2 separate regions of the Triticum aestivum genome follow, and region 2 is linked to region 1. The links are chromatin contacts, called in public Hi-C maps. All regions are on one chromosome and are shown on one strand. Each heading gives the region's core, a stretch centred on a gene start, on an enhancer-like site or on the middle of the called end of the contact. The rest is flanking DNA. Distances are from core to core; before and after follow the strand shown. Region 1 holds the start of LOC123148790. Region 2 holds the start of LOC123154001.

The links. A called contact is a pair of places that touch in the nucleus more often than the background predicts.
Region 2: a Hi-C map of leaf shows a contact between it and region 1, with 4 times the contacts expected there. The contact joins the promoter of LOC123154001 here to the promoter of LOC123148790 in region 1. A contact is called at or near these places in 2 of 5 Hi-C or Micro-C datasets (both in leaf).

Annotation. Positions count from the first base shown.
Region 1 is chr7A:629,732,393-629,738,249 of IWGSC CS RefSeq v2.1, forward strand. LOC123148790 reads right to left here and starts at 3,415. Exons shown (of 3, transcript XM_044568276.1): 1 at 3,270-3,415; 2 at 1,302-2,286; 3 at 379-773. The coding sequence starts at 2,230. The coding sequence ends at 752. It overlaps LOC123148792 (cytoplasmic 60S subunit biogenesis factor REI1 homolog 1), which reads right to left. Exons shown (of 5, transcript XM_044568278.1): 4 at 5,845-5,857; 5 at 5,304-5,735. The coding sequence ends at 5,576.
Region 2 is chr7A:630,591,523-630,597,379 of IWGSC CS RefSeq v2.1, forward strand. It overlaps LOC123154001, which reads left to right and starts at 3,574. Exons shown (of 2, transcript XM_044572825.1): 1 at 3,574-5,419; 2 at 5,707-5,857. The coding sequence starts at 4,305. The coding sequence ends at 5,267.

The sequences.
Region 1 (5,857 bases), core at 2,165-4,664:
AGCACGCACATCACGCGTGCCATCAGAACGTGTACGGATAGACCCGGAGCCCCGAACCAGCACGTGACCCAAAAGTGAGATTCCATCATCAGCACGCACACCGCCGACACGCACCTGTCCTCATCAGCGCCTTAAACCAGATGCGAGACGCAGCACCACACGACATGCAAATGAATTCAGGCAATCAAGCTGCCCCCCGTTGCTTACAGTGCCTGCAGCAGCACAGGCAAAGGGCAATTTCGTGTGGGTGCTGCACCAACCAGGCCATTGCGCATTTGCACCGCACCCGTGTGACTCTTCAGGCACTTGTTCGAAGCTGGAAGCTTCCTCACCTGACAGATAACGCGCCCGGTGTCGTCTCAGAGACCACCAACCAAATTCAGAAACTGTAACCACGGCTGGGCCGGTGAGCCGCGGCTGCAGCATCACCCGACATTCATTTCATTTCCAAAAAAGAGAAAAAAAAGGCTTTTCACCGGCATCACTGTATAAGATGGGTGCTAAATATATACAGAATGGAAGCTACGGTAAATGAAAATCTATTGCAAACGAACGAGGACGGCGGCGAAGGGTTTCTGTTGCTACTTTTTATGCACAGGAAGTCCGGGCTGGAGCGGCGCCTAGCAACGACCCGGGCGGGAAAAGAAACGAAAAATGGGGAGGGGGTGGAGTTTCCTGAAGGCTGCGGCATCACATCGCGGCTGCAAATACTTTTTCTTTATCAGCTGGTTCTGTTAAGTAGTACGCCCGATCACCGACCATATCTTGTATCCCTGGAGAAAGTATCATACATTAGAAAGAGTCACAGTTGAAAGAGAAAGAAGATAACTCAATCAAGGTTGTTATAAGAAAGGAAATTATATAAGGCGGGAGGCGGCAGTCATGCTGAATTTGATGGTTAGCCTCAAACTACTACTACTTGCAGCATAAAATCCTCACAAAAAATTTATATTCGCAGCTAAATCTGAAGTCCTAAACAGCTGCTCATGCATACAGAACAGATAGGAGAAGATGGTTAGTACAAGGGAAGCAGTCATATTGGTGAAGGTTTGGACTGGTATGCAGCTATTGGATACTCCCTCCGTTCCGAATTATAAGATGTTTTGAACATTTCAATATGGACTGCATACAGATTTCAATGAACAAACAAACACACTAAAACGCGCCTATATACCTCCGTTTCAGAAAAAAAAAAGGTTAAAACATCTTATAATTGTCCATCTTAGAACATCTTTAGGAGCATGCGGTTACAATATAAGCCCAATAACTATGGCAGGGAATAGCAGATTGTCTATACTGACCTGTAATGGAAACTGGCCATTCTTCCTGGTGTTGCCATACTAGGTACGGCCCCTGTGACAATGTACTCATCATCGATTTCATCAAATCTGAGTTCCCTCAGGTCAACAGCTTGTGTCGGAACCTCGAGATTGAAGTTCTCCAGATGAGCCTGATTGCTGTTCCTCCTTCCACTTCCTCTACTGTCCCTTCCTCTCCCTCTTCTTCGGCTTCTTGGATATCTACAAAATGCCTTGCAACAAATAAAAGACCACCACTTCCTCCTAACCCTGTGGAGCACTTCATAGTCGTCTCCAGTATCATCATCCCCATACTCAATGACATAGTCTCCGAGAACGATACCATTAGGAACTTGTGCATGTATCGTGCTCAAGACATCCACGATATCAGAAGATTGCTGGAAGTTGTCCCAATCAACTTGCCTGGCAGGGTCGATTTCTGAAGGGCGTGAATCTGGATGCTTTTGCTGTGTGTGCTTCTGAAGCTCATTGAAGTTGCCAGTAAAGGAGCAGCAATCCTCTTCACAGCATCTCTTCTTCTGGTTAAGATGCAGACGAGCCTCGCTGATCACAATCCACCCGATAACATCACCTCTGCACAATGGGCAACTTGGGCGGTTGTTTGCGTGAGATGACACGATGTGGATGCTATCAAGAGGGGCCACAGCTATAGACGAGACCTTGACATTGGCAGGTAGCTCATAAGCACCTTTGAACCTCTCAAGACAGTTTGAGCGGGTCTGGTCGGTGTCGCACACAAACGGCCTGCAACCCTTCTCGTAAGACGTGCACCTCAGGAGGACTGCGTTGTGGGGGTAATCTAGGCAGATTGGGCAGGTCACATCCTCCTTCCAGCTTTTGTCAAGATGTATGTCAAGGTCAAAAGAGCTGGGCCTCACCACCTTCTTCACCATCAGGTTTCCTGAACCCATGTCGAACTCGGTAGCAGAACTTGTGTCCCTTAACAGATGCAGCTTTTCATCACAACCTGCATGGCATCAACAAGCAAAACAGATACTAATTAGCACCGAGTTCCTCCTTTCTAAACATAGCATATATTTTCTGTCCAACATACTGTATTTAGCATTTCCATCAATACAGAACATGGTGGCTGATGAATGATGACAGTCTATGTATGGCAGAGTAAAGACATGTTCAGTACCCAATCAGTCCATGTAATCATTAATTTTTGCCATAAGCTCTTTTGATCCGCTAATGATTTGCTAAAAGCCTATTCCATTTATGCTCAAAAACAAAAAAAGAGAATCCCGGCCCAACCCCCTAACGCAAGTGCTACTGGTTTTACTACCTTCGTCTGATTACAAACCCCCAAGAAGATCGTCATAGCGCTCTGGCCAAACCCAGCCATCTATCCGACCAACCAATCAAAAATCCTAAACAGGAGAAATCCTAGCAGGAGAAATGGAAATCAGACAGCAGAATCCCCAACGCCAACGGGGCTCGATCTGGGTGTGTGCTGACCCAAAACCAACCAAAACTCCTAACCAGCCGCTTCAATCCGCATCTGGACAGGGCGCCTCACCGGCAGCGCGGAGGAGATCGGGACTGAGCCGACCATCAAATCAAATCACGCGACACGAGTATATTCGCCCGCCGGCCTAAACCCCTGAGCTCTAAGAATCACTCCATCCCACCAAAACGCGTCGGCAAGGGGCTAAACAAACAGCCCCAAATCCGCCCGAACGAAACCCGCGGAAGACTCGCGCCGCCCCGGCAGCGCGGCATCCCCAAAATCTCTTCCGCATCAGGCAAAAGGAGAAGGTCGACTGGCCAGGAGCTCCGATCGACTGGAGGGGAGGAGACCCCGAAATCGAACAGGGGGGGAATGGAAGGGGGGAGCCGTACCGTCGCTGACGCCGCCGCGGCGCGGGGTAGGTGGCGGTGGTGGGAGAGGGGAGGGGAGACGAAGGGAGAGGGGAGAGAGGTGAGGGGGAGTTGAAAAAACCGTACCCTCCCACAGCTCGCACGCACGCTCGCCAAGGACTTCCGAGGTGGTGGTGATGATGCAGCCACCCTCTCCCTATCTCTCTTCTCTCTCTCTGCCTCCTCTCTTTTTCTACTCGCGCATCCAAGTCGCCATCCATTTCGGCTCTTCCGTTCGGTTTTCTTATACCGGGTCGCACTCCCCTTTCCTCTGCCTTTTTCCCGTTTCTTTTTCAGGGGAAAATCGACCCTTTTGTTTTTTCTTGTTATTATTCTTAAGTTTTTCGCCTAGTAGTTATTACTCCCTTTTTTCACATATATAAGGGCATGTACAATGGTTGATAAGATAGTCTTATCTTAAATCTTGCATGTAATTTAGTGATGACAAAAGAGTATGTCTACAATGGGTTATATCTTAGCCTTATCTTCAATAACTAGCAATTCCTTAAAACATGGTGAGACAAATTGTGCTAAGAGATCATCTCTTGTTTTATCTTAAATAAGAGAAGACAAGCCTTTTCTTATGAGTTCTCTCTCCTCCACCTCATCATTTATCCTACGTGGCACTCCTAAGATAGCACCATTGTACATGCCCTAAGATGTTTGGATATTCAATATGGACTACGTACGGACTTGAATGAATGAACAAACACACTAAAACATGTCTATATACATCTGATTTACAAAAAAGAAAAGTTTGCCCCGCGAGGCGCTCGGACTCCTCAATTCCGATCCGGAGTGCCATCGCATTTTTGAGGTGGTGTTGGCGGGCATTCGTCTTTGCCGAGGCCGATGACATCGCGAAGGATCTTGTCGTCTTCAGCGGTGGGCGAAAACAGCTCCGACGTGGATCTGCAGGACCCGTAGGCTGACCGGCAGGAGGCTGGCAACCGCGGGCGCGGCTCGGCGATGCGGGCACGAGCACCCAACGCTGCCAGGGAGGAGCAGGGCCTAGAGGTGTCAGGCAGCACCGGTCGCCCCGCTGCCTAACCAGGGAGGGCGCGAACAGCTGCCCCTCCGGGCCACCCGGGGAGGCCGTAGAGCTCGAGTTGTTGCCCATATCCATTTGCGACTGAACGAGGGCAATGCGAAGTGCGAGCTCGTCGTCATCCAGAGTGGATGAGCTGGAAATCCTCCTTAAGGAGCATCGCCCAGTCAATTGGATCGGACACGTTGTCGAAACCATTGCCGTAGCTGGCCATGGCGCAGGGGATGGGACAAGGACGTGCAGTGAGACAACGGACAATGTAAACAAACCGGTTGAGAAGAGTGTGGACTTTGACTAGAGTTTGAACCGAAATGGGGTATTTATGGGACACGGTGGAGACATGGTAGGCCAACGTGCGCCCCGACATGATGGACGTGTTCGGACCATCCCCATGAATGGACTGGGTTTTGAAGATGCCAAATAACCCGGACATATATAGAGACAGTTTGAGGTGCCTTGGATGGTCCGGTTGTAGATGCTGTGATAGCTTTACTGTTCAATTAAGGACAGGGCCATGTTTGTGCGATTCATATTCGAAGGCACATTTGAAACATGCACTTACTTTAGACACACGGAGCAAATTAGCCTGCTCCGGGAATGTTCCCACGGAATCGTCAAATGCGCTTTGCGTAGGCAGTGAGATTGTGTGTGGGAGAATATGAAAGCGTTTTTTTTTCGCTCACGGAATAATAAGACGGGAAAGGGACGGCCGGACGGTTGACGTGTGGAGGAAGACCATGGCATATGCCAATTGAAAAAAGAAAGCAAGACTCCGTTACAACTCAACCACAAACGCGAAATTCAGACCTGCTACCACCTCTTACTCTACTCTACTGCCATCGGGTATGAAACGTGGACGCAGGCAACCTGAGTTTAGTATGTGGAATAAATGGGTGGCGGTAAAACTTCACACGCCCCGGTCACCACTCCAGAGTAGTACCAGCGTTAGGTGAGGAGACCCTGACCTCCTGCTACATTTCATCTGCATCTGTCACCGTGGGATCACACTGAAGCAACGCGACAACCTCTCGGTCTACCTCAGCGAAGATCGTTCAAGCTCAAGACTCAAAACGGAATCCAACAAGGCCATATATCATTTTCTCGACAAGTCAAGTCATACGCTGCATACACCCATCGCCGCGAGACTAGTCATAGGTTCAACTGGGCTGAACGGTGTAAATAGGACTGTCGATACCAGCAGCCGCACAAAAATTTCGACAAAGGACGCACCGTTATTCTAGAATAGATATCGTCGACGAAACACACCAATGGCTGCGAGGGCAGTAAGTAGTGCTGGAGCTCCACGGACTGATTGCTGCTCCTACAGGAAGAGCGGGCGTCGCGACTAGTACGGGACGTTCTTGGGCAGGTTGCGGATCACGTTGCTCTTCATCCCGATCTTGGTCCTCATCGTCTCCACCCCGCTCTTGTTCATCGCTCGGAGCACCTTCAGCCTCACCATCTGCTCCTTGGACTGGACCGTCACCAAACCCATGCTCTTGTAGCTGAAAAAGGGGAACAGAAACGCAGTTAAGCATAAGGGTCTCGGCATTTTACGAATGCAACATGACAAAGATACTTGAATGGATAGGATGAAGAATGCAGGATTCAAACCTGGAAGCCAGGG
Region 2 (5,857 bases), core at 2,324-4,823, 860 kb after region 1:
TTGGGTAGTGGCCCAGCTAGCACCCCTTCATCATTTTGGATAGGAGTAGCGGCATGTGTTGCCAAGATGGTGGATTCAAGCTCATTGTTGTAATACTTTGTAAGGTCCTGAGAATAATCAATAAAGTGGCCGTATGCATCTCCCAGATGCAGAGGCCGGGGGTCATCCTCCTTTTCTAAAAAAAAGAATGAAAATGAAAATTTGCTCTTCACTGTGAGCCTCCCATGGAATCCTTCCTTGTTCCATGCTGAATTCTGATTGCATTTCAGTTCTGTCAGGGCTGTAGGTCTTTTTGTTTGCCCTTTGGATTTTTTTGTTGTTGTTTTGGTTATTCTACAATATCTACTGCAATACATGGAATCCTTGATCGCCTCTTACAATGAATTAAAGTCATTTGTAATTTAACCCTGTGAGTCTAATAACACTGATCTTACACATTCTAATATTTTTCACTTATCTACATATGCCATGTGCGCCTGCACCCAAGGGGTGTTGACTTCTGCAAGTACAAGCGTGGTAACAGCAAGCAGCTGAGGCCCAAGAAGAAGATCAAGAACCAGAGTGCCACCAGTCAGTTTAATGGACCTGTTAAATTCATCATTGTGCCAGAGTTTATGCTTTGTTGTTGTCTCTGGTTGTCGTTGAACCTTATTTACTTTGCTCTCAGCCTCATATTGCTTTGGTGATCTTTGAAAGAAATTTTTTTTGCTGTATCATGATTATGATAAAGTTAGATGATGCTGCTGCATAAATTGTGGTCATTTTCATCCTGCTGCAGTCTGCTCCTATAAAACGTTTTGTTAGAATAACAGAAGAATGTGTGATCACACTGCCGACATAAGAGTTTTTATCCCACCAGCAAATCGAAGTCCTGCCATGCTACCGCCTCTGCATTCTGCGATCTCAGTAGCTACATACGCTCGTGATCAAGACATGAGCATGCAATCAAGCAGTGATGCGTCGGTCGACGAAAGCTCGCCGTTGTGTGTGCGATGAAACCATAGACAAAGGTGGAGGTCACCAACATCGCCAAAATCCTGAATTTGGCATGCTCTCGCAGTCATCCACCATCCTTTTAGATGGCAGCCGGTGGTAGATTTGTACTCCCTCTGTAAAGAAATATAATAGCGTTTAGATTATCTAAACGCTATTATATTTCTTTACAGAGGTTGTATCAGACATCACGACCACATGTCACATCTTGATCCAGCGGCAAATCACCGGCTGACCAACATACAAGGAGTAAGAATCTCCTCTATAGTCAAATGAATCCCTCGTCGATTGTGCTCGACGGCGCCGCCGCTTCACGGCTAACCTAACCTGGCCACATGATCGGCAGAGCCCGGCTGTAAAAGGGCCTGGCATGGCATAACTCTTTAATTTTTTTAGGGAAAAGCCAAGTTTTATTCATTAAAAGCCACAGAATAAGGGATACAATTCTGGCAGTGGGGCCGGCCAAACCAGACGTGGCGTCCCGAACCGAGATTAAGAGAAAATCTGCTGAACTATGAGCTTCTACATTAACACTACGACTCTCAAAAGTAAAAGAACAATTAAAAGGTGTTGCTTGAAGTTTTATATCATTAATGGTGGCTCCATTCCAACAACTTGCTTGCAATTAGAAGCGACAAGGAAATTTTGTAGGTGCAAATCTGTGGCCAATGCTAAGGCCTCCCCTGACCGCAATGGCCTTGAGTGTGGCTGGGTCTTGAACTCCAACTATTACCAGTGCCTAGATATATGTACTCTCAGGGCATCTACAATGCTAGACGCTTGTGAAGGTAGGGCGGGAACCAGCAACATGCCTGTTCCAACCGCCTAATGAGTAGTTGGTTGACCTCCGTTATCATGTCCAACTCCTCGATGAACGGATTAATGAAAGAATGAATCAACTTTGGACTTTGGAATATGCCTTCGTGAATAGCTTTTCGTCGTGCTGCCCATATTGCCCACAAGGTAACCGAGAGCTTCACAAGCAGGTCATGTGATAATGATTCCATGAGTGCGAAAAGGCACTGTTTGGCGTTTGGTTCGATGATTGATGCTAGATATTGTGCCAATTCATCATCAACGAATGTCCAGGTGCATCTTGGCATAGTGAAATTGACTGGAGGCGCCTCCATGAATATCTTGTGCTCCGCATAATCCACATGATGGCGAGTCGGTCATATGCCTATGCACAACCCTTTACGGAAAATCCTATTTGACGCTCTCCGCGTCAAGCAGTCGAGCAAACGCAAAGGGGAGTGATCAACTGGGCCGGCCCATCTCCCACTGTAGGCGGCAGTTTCGGTTTTGGGAACCTTCTAGAGTCTCCCAGCCGGGTTTTACCGGTTTGGGGGACCTTCTGGAAGGTTCCCTAAACCGGATTTCATTTTTTTATGTTTATATTTTTCTTTTTTTCTTTTTTCTTCTTTCCTTTTTTCCTTTTCTAGTTTTTTTTCGTTTCCTTTTTTTAGTTTTTTCTCTTTTTCAAGATTTCATGTTTCAAAATTTGTTCGGAAACTTAAAAATTGTTCGTGTTTCCAAATTTTGTTCTCAACCTTTAAAATATGTTCGTCATTTAAGAAATTGTTTGCAAATTCAATTTTTTATTTTTGTTCACAAATTCAAACTTGTTCGTTTTTTCAAATTTTGTTTGCATTCGAAAAATGTTTAGGAATTTTAAAAAGTGTTCCAGCTTTCCAAATTTGTTCACAAATTTATAAAATTTTCATTTTTTCAAATTTTGTTCACAAATTGAAAAAATGTTCGGCAATTCCTTAAATTTGTTTGGGAGTTTGAAAAAATGTTCTCGTTCCAAAATTTGTTCACAAATTTCAAAATATGTTCATATTTACAAGTTTTTTTGGAGTTTCGAAAAATGTTCGTTTTTTCAAATTTTGTTCTGGAGTTTCATAAAAATTCGCGTGCAAAAGTTTTTCGTGTTTCCAAATTTTGTTTTGGAATTTGAAAAGTTGTTCCTGTTCAGTTTTTTGGGTAGTTTAGAAAATGTTTCCGTTCTAAAAAATATGTTCACGTCTCCAAAATTCGTTTGTGTGTTGAAAAATGTTTGAGCTTTCATAAAATTTGTAAAAAAAAAGCTAATAATGTTCGCTTTTGATAAAACATTCACGTTTTTTTTTGAAAAAAAATTGTGTTTAAATTTTTTAAAAACGTTCGGATCGGCGTTTTAGTTTTCTTAAGGTTTTGCAATGCTTGTGATCAAGAAAGCGAGCTATCTCAACTGGTTCGAATCGTATGTTCGGGAGCGGTGGGTCTAGTGTTCGAAACCTGGCATCTCTTCTTTTTTTATTCCAGCGTGATCTACTGTTAGCGAGCCTAGATCGCTCGACTGACGCAGAGAGCGTCAAATAGGAGGAGCTCCCAAGCTCCATGCCCGACACGGCTGCAGGCCGGCTTGTGTTGCTTTTAGGCCTTGTGGGCCGTTTCGGCCTCCTGGGATCTTTTGTCTTTCAAAGATTCAGAAATAGTAGAAAACTAAAACAATTAAAAAAACAGAAAAATCTACCGCGCGGCCCAGCCCAGGCCTGAATCGGCCGCACAGCCAACCCACCGCGGCACGGCACGCTTGCTCCCTGCCGAGACGCACACGCCGCCGGGCGGGACCTCCACGAGCGCGTCACCCCGACGCACCCGCCAAGACCGCCGCGCCGCAGCGAGAAGGGCGGAGGTCGCCAGGGAGAGAGCATCAAAAGGAGGAGAGGGAGGTGGAAGAGGGGCCCTGCCGCCACCGCGGGCATGCCGCCGGCGGCGGCGGCGACATAGGCCGACGTGGGTGAGGGAGCTGAAGGTAAGGCGGCGGGTAATCGTCCCGTGAGTCGCGAGGGCAGCCCACGGGACGGACGGAAAAGTGGCGGCGGATTCCTTGGTTTTCACTGTTTCGTTCCCAAATCAGATTCGACCGGGCAGGGCAGGCATATCCGGTTCTCTCCCGGATTGGATTGGGGTGGGAAGGATCTGCATCAGAACGCGGCCGGAGTAGCCGCCGGAGCTGCCGCAGTCTTGGTCTCTTTGATTCGCAGCTCCGGCCGCCCGTGTGGTTCTAGTCGACTTGCTCTAAAGCTGTGGTATTTGTCTCTGTCCGTCCCCAATGGGAGGTCCAGCTCCAGATTGGTCTGGGCTACCAGCGGACATACTGATCAGCATATTCCAGTTGCTCGAGTGCCCGGACCTCCTCCGATCCGCCGCCGTCTGCACATTCTGGCAAAAGCTCCACGGTCCGCGGCAGCGGTGTCTGCCCCAGTCGGCAGACCCCCTGCTTACTCTATTGTACCGAGGCCGCCGGTGTGAAGGCTCTTGGCATGTACAGTCTCTCCGAACGGAAGGCCTACTCCATGCCTCTCCCTGAACCTCCCATCAGCAACTGGATTGGCTCATCACACGGATGGCTAGTCACCATGGATGAAAAATCTGACCTGATGCTGCTCAACCCTATCACCGGTGACAAGATTGCACTCCCTCCCGTGACAACCATGGAGCATGTCAAACCTGTCCTAAACGGCGATGGGGTTCTTGAAAAGTACGAGGTGTCTTTCTACCACGGAAAGCTTCCGAGGGTGTACAGTACACCATATGGATGTTCTTTGGATAGGTGCGGTGAAGTTGTCTACATAAAGGCGATTTTATCGTCTGATCCATCAACAGGTGAATGCATTGTCATGCTCATCCATCAGCCGTACTGGCAGCTCTCGTTCGCCAAAGTGGGAGATGCTCGGTGGAACTGGCTCCAAATGCATAGTTTCTACGCAGATTGCATATACCATGATGGCTGTTTCTATGCAGTGACTGAAGAAGGCGCGATCGATATGTACAATCTGGATGGACCATCCGTCATCCACAGAAGGATTTTACCAGATATGGTTGACGTGGCCCAGAGGTACTACATTCTTCAGGCACCATGGGGAGATTTTCTCCAAATCTACAAGGAGAGGGACTGGGATCCTGAACAACCGGTTGGTGAGACGTATGCAACCGCTTTCGAAGTGTACAAGGTTGATTTTGTCGAGCAAAAGCGTGTTAAGATGGCAGGGATAGGTGACTGTGCGTTGTTTACTGGGAAACGCACGACATCTTGCTTTAGCGTGAAAGATCATCCAGGCTTGATGTCAAACCATGTATATTATACTCATGATGATCATGAAGATTTATTCGACTGCGAAGATGATCCCCGTGACATAGGGGTGTACGACTTGGAGAACAATAGCAGGACCAGGTTGGTTGGATCATCCAGGCTTGATGTCAAACCATGTGTATTATACTCATGATGATCATGAAGATTTATTCGACTGCGAAGATGATCCCCGTGACATAGGGGTGTACGACTTGGAGAACAATAGCAGGACCAGGTTGGTTGATCCTGAACCCTGGAGGACGTGGTTCCCTCCCATATGGTTCACACCCAACCTTGCAAAAGCAGGTATCAGTTGAACTTCCTCTTCAATCTGTACTGTCTCAGATGTTACTACTTGCTGTATATTTCATTTGCAAGAAGCACCTTTTCTCGTTTCAGTTTCTAGTGTTTAGAAATATGCTTCTTACAGAATAAGATAAATGCGCTTCTTCTCATTTCATTCTTTTAGTGTTTTGAAATCTGAATCCCACTCACAGAATAAGATAAATGCGCTTCCAAACCTTTTGCTTTGTCTGAGTTGTGTGTTCAGAAATAGCTTCAGTGTGCTAATTAACTGCTCTTCACACTGGCAGGATTTCCAGATGACAATGGTGGGGCGCAATAGGATTAAGCCCGAAGATAACGGCCAATTGCTTCCTGATATTTCGTCTTGCGGCACTCTTTGCCGGGCCCACTATGGAGGGAGATGTTGCCAATGGACTTGCCATGTGCTAGTCTTGTAGT